Linked DNA regions of Gossypium hirsutum: region 1 is linked to region 2. Evidence: chromatin contacts called from public Hi-C data. All regions are on one chromosome and are shown on one strand. Each heading gives the region's core, a stretch centred on a gene start, on an enhancer-like site or on the middle of the called end of the contact. The rest is flanking DNA. Distances are from core to core; before and after follow the strand shown.

The links. Hi-C and Micro-C count contacts between places; a contact is called where the count stands out from the background.
Region 1: a contact with region 2 is called in a Hi-C map of leaf, with 1.5 times the contacts expected there. The contact joins the promoter of LOC107915879 here to the enhancer-like site in region 2. A contact is called at or near these places in 2 of 34 Hi-C or Micro-C datasets (callus and leaf).

The regions. Positions count from the first base shown.
Region 1 is chrD10:61,270,955-61,273,654 of Gossypium_hirsutum_v2.1, reverse strand. It overlaps LOC107915879 (ubiquitin-conjugating enzyme E2 8), which reads right to left and starts at 1,450. Exons shown (of 8, transcript XM_016845072.2): 1 at 1,269-1,450; 2 at 843-970; 3 at 462-566. The coding sequence starts at 1,338.
Region 2 is chrD10:61,063,371-61,066,070 of Gossypium_hirsutum_v2.1, reverse strand. No RefSeq gene overlaps it. Among protein-coding and RNA genes, the nearest start is that of LOC121222528, 21 kb to the right of the region's middle. Within about 2 kb of position 1,335, at least 3 of the 9 cell types and tissues checked have an H3K27ac peak or open chromatin away from gene starts, as enhancers often do. A contact at or near this core is called in leaf, where this site is marked.

The DNA.
Region 1 (2,700 bases), core at 201-2,700, 210 kb before region 2:
TACCAGTTAACCAAATAAAGATAAAGTTTAACCGGGGTGACAGTGACTAGATTCAAAATGACATTAATGATCCATTATGAAACCTATTTGACCAATGGCTTGATGTAAAATTCATTTTAATAGAATAGTTCTAATTAATTAAATACCAATTCAATTTAAAAAACAATAAATTTTATTATAAAAGCATTAATGCCTTTCAATAATTTTATATTTTTAAAAAAAATTTAAATAACTCAAACTATACAACTTTTAAATTAGTCTGAAAATGATTAGAGATTCATTTAGTTTTAGGTGTGGGTTGGGATTGATTTTATATAATTTATTTTCTTTCACCCATGGGCATCTCATAATCTAGTTTTTGACAAAGAATGGTTGAGAAATAGCATAACAGGGAAATGTAATTTTCAAACTGAAATATACATTTACTTGGATGCAGTTAGGAGGTTTGAGCAAATTATAACCTTGGATATGGTGAGGGCGGGGGTCCACTTATCCTTCAAAATATCAATGCCAATGCTACCATTCTTGTTAATATTAGGGTGAAAGATCTTGCTCCTGAAAGCAACCTAAATGGAAGGAAAAAGAATCGAAAAAGAAGATAAAAGAAGAAAAAGAGAGGTTAGGTGAACAAAACTACAAGTTGGGGGGTCATTAATATGTTATAAGGTTGGAAAATCATGAAATAACGTTGTCCTATTATTTACTATGTAACTTCAAGATTTAGCACAGTCTAGCTCAGCATTGAAGGTCCATACTCCTCTGGTTACAATAAATTTCTCTTCGAAAATAAATTTGATGCTATTCTATCCTCAGTATATATTAACATCAACATTATGAAGCACCTTGGGTGGTTTAAATGGATAGTCCGGAGGGAAATGAATTCTGAGTTCAAACTTTCCACCTTCATATGGAGTGTTCAGAGGACCCGGCATAGTTGCTTGCCAAATGAAGATTTCTTCATTCTCAGGAGCTTATCATGCCATCAATAATAAAAAAGGTAAAACAAGTGTTAGATGGTAGTGCAATGAGAAAATATATCATGTTGCAGTCCTAAACAATTTTAGCACATATTTAACAGAAATAATGGTGCAATGATGAATTCTTACATCCACCCAAGCTAATACCCAGAAATATTCTCTTTTTGCGAAACATGCTAACCATTTGCTATCAACTTCATTTACATCTATAGCATTATTAATTCCATTGACTTCCTATCAGCTGTAACTGTAACAAAAGGAAATAGGTAAAGAGGAGAGAAGGAATGGAACCTAAGCTGCAAAAGTTAGGAGGATCTTTTTGGAGATCCTTGAGCTCCTTCAAGATCCGCTTTGAAGCCATCACACCTAAAATCCCAAGCTAGATTGATCACCTTTAGCGTCAATCAAGGTGTTGCACTGTATTTGTTTTTAAAGTGAGGTTCCAGAACAAAAGTGTTGACTTCCTAACCCCCCCCTTTTTTTTTTGCCAGATAGGCTTTATAATTAAAAAAGAATATGGACGATCAGGGTCTTTCTTAAGTTCTAAATTATTGTTTTGGTGGACCCCACAGGACCATAATATATATATTTTTTATAAATCTTAATTAAGAATAAGAAATGGAATGCTTGACTTTTAATAATATATTTTTGCCATTAGGTTAAAAGTTTGTTGACAAAATAAAATAAGTTTACTTGCCCTTTCTTGAGTATATTATTTTTTTCCCTATTTATAAAATTATAAAGCTTTTGAAACGATGATAAAATAAAATATTTGTAAACTCTAACAGCACGTTTGGTTCGCTGTAGTGGAATAGAGGCGTAATAGTAAATCAATTGTTTGGTTGAATGTAATGGAATAGAGGCGTAATAGTATTCCTGTGTTTGGTTGAATGGAATAGAGGTGTAATAGCATAATAGAAAAAACTAAAATGACTAGAATACCCTTAGCATAAATTTGTTTGGGTAAATGATTATTGTTATTGTTATTTAAATTTTAATAAGATTATTAATATCAATAATAAATAATTTAATCATATTTAAACATAATTATTATTAAATATATTATAATTGAAATATATAATTTAATAAAATTCTTACTAATCAATATTCTTATATGAATTTACTCAAATAATAATATATGATACTATAAAATATAATTTAACATAATTATTATTAAATATATTATAATTAAAATATATAATTTAATAAAATTCTTAATAATTAATATTCTTATATGAATGTACTCAAATCATAATATATGATACTATAAAAGATAATTTAACATAATTATTATGAAATATATTTTAATTAAAATATATAATTTAATAAAATTCTTAATAATCAAAATTCTTTTATGAATTTACTCAAATCATAATATATGATACTATAAAATATAATTTAACATAATTATTATTAAATATATTATAATTAAAATATATAATTTAATAAAATTCTTAATAATTAATATTCTTGTATGAATTTACTCAAATCATAATATATGATACTATAAAAGATAATTTAACATAATTATTATTAAATATATTTTAATTAAAATATATAATTTAATAAAATTCTTAATAATCAAAATTCTTATATGAATTTACTCAAATCATAATATATGATACTATAAAATATAATTTGAAATAATTAAATTTAAATATATTTTAATTAAAATATATGATTTAATAAAATTTAAAATAATTATAACTAATAAATTTTCTTA
Region 2 (2,700 bases), core at 86-2,585:
GTTGAACTTGAATCTGATAATGCTCTTTTGGTAGAATTAGTTTTGTCTAGCAAACTTATTGATAGCCCTCTTATGGAAATACGGGCCATCCATACACTCTTACAAAGGAATTGGAAAGTCCATATCTGCCATATTCCTAGAGATCATAATGTAGTTATGGATTTCATAGCTAAGTAAACTGGTATAAATTTTACCAGTTTATAGGTGTTTTTTGAACCTCTTCAAGCTATGTGGGAGTTAATCCAAAAGGATATTATGGGCTATTATTTTTCTACGTATTTCTGTAATCGCTTAATGTAGTTTTTATTTACCAAAAAAAGCAAGCGGTAAATTTAAGATTTTGCCAATTTAATTGACAAGGACTAAAATCTCACCATGTGCATATTTTTATTTTTATTAGTTTTTATTAAAATAAAAAGATTAAAATACCTTAAAATAATATAACTGATTTCAATTAAGAAAGAACATTTTCGTAATTTTCTTAATCGAGTTGGTACTCGTTCGACTCATAACACCAACTTATTATCAGAAAAATTACAAAACATTAAATTTAATATAATTTAGATTTGATAATTTTGATACAAACATGACATATATAAAACCAAAAAAATAATGTGATAATTTTCTTTTGGTCTAGATTTCTAAGTATTCAATATATTCAAAGTCAAATTTGAGAAAAATTTCCAATTTTCTTCATTTAAAAAGAAATCTGAAACTTTAATTAAAAAACAGGAGGATAATGTTGAACATAGATACCATATTCACATATAAACAATTATGACAACAAAAATTGCCGACACATTATACATATATGTATTCCTTTATGTTAATGTTTCCTTAGGCACTAAATGAATATTAAATCTAAATAAAATTACTATTATTTGGGAGATTATGTAACAATGTAAATTTATGATATATTCTTAGAGTAAATTCATCCTTCATCCAAATAAATAAAGCCAAAATATAAACTTTTACTCTGAACTCATATTATTCTCAACCGTATCTGTACATAGACTTGTGTTAAATTACAAAATTTATCTGCATTTACTATGCTGAAAATTACTGACACTAAAAAAGAAAAGAAGAAGACTTATTCTTGTATATTTTTGGGGTTTGTAAATTTTGTCATTGATGTAATCGTAGCCGTTTGTCACCATTCAAACCTGACAAACACGTAAAGATAGCAGTGACTGCCAAAGCCGGTCCTGCTGACATTAACCCGCAAAGCGAGCGTGACAACATAAAGACAAAGGGTAATAGTTAAGAATAATCCATGTGTCTAATGATGGAGAGATCTGGTTTTTACTGATTGGACCCCACAAAGGGGTGACTGTGAGATTCTCGTCAGAGAAAAGGCAGAAGTGATGGGACAAATGACGTGTGGGACCCAAAAGTAGTGGGACCGTGTCCGAATCTCTGTCGTTTCTTCTAGGTTGGAATGAGAAGCTATGATAACCCAGTTTTGTCGGAAACCCCCCTTTTTCTTTAATGAAAACTTTGTCCCTTTCCTACGAGTTAAAAATTATATATATGTTAAATTAATTTGTCAATGGACAAGTATGAACATGACAAAAATATAATTACGAATATTCACCAAAAAAAAGTGTTTTAAACAAAATATAAATTTAATCCTTTAACTTTAATCTAATGTACAATATGTTATTTGCACCAGAAATGTTTAATGTGATATTCGTGCTATTATGTTGTCTATCAATATGCCCCAAAATCTTCACAATTTTAAATTTATTTGTTGATTGACAAATAAATTATATGATAAAAAAAAAGGATATGTAAAGTTCGAAACCAATTATATGATAACACAAGACATTTCAAATGCCACCCATGCAAAACATATATACACACATGGGTGAATTAATAATTTTTTTTAGGGTGCAGGAATTGAATAATAAATTTTTAAAAGATTAAAAATAATTTTATAATGTATTAATTTATTATTTTATCATTATTTAAGGGGTTAAACATAATTTTCTTATTTTAAGAGTTAATGTGTAATTTTATCATAAATTAATTTTTAATTTAATCATCTTATAAGGGACTTGAATAACAATTTTCCATTTGAAAGTGGCCAAGACCTCCACCTACCTTTATATTTGCCCATGTATTATGTATTATGTATATACCTGCTCATGGGTCGGGCCACCCAGCTGGGCCCGAAAGCCTACCCGAAAAATGAGATTATTTGGATAAAAAATATAGGTCCAAAAATTGGACTTGGGTGAAAAAATATGGCCCATTTAGAACACAGGCCGGGCTTTAGGTAAGGCTTTTTTGGCCCTGAGCCTGGCCCAACCCGAATATGCTAAAAAATTGGGTTTTTTTACTGTTTTTTATTATTTTATTATTGATTTTTTTCACTATTTTGATACCATTTCACTATTATGTTTCTATTATTTTATTGTTCTGTATAACTCTTGTATTATTGTTAATTTTGTTACTATTTTAGAAATATTTGCTTGTTAAGTTGCACCTATCTTAGTGTTATTTAAGTAAATATTTTTTAAATTTATTTTTAATTTGTTGGGAAATATTTATTTTAATATTTTTAGTATTTTTGATGTATTATATTTTTTTAAATATATATAAAATAATAGTATAAAAAATTAATATGGGTGGGCAGGGCCAAGCCCAAGTCTTAGCATTTTTATCTAGGTCGGGCCTGGGCAAAATTTTAATCCCATT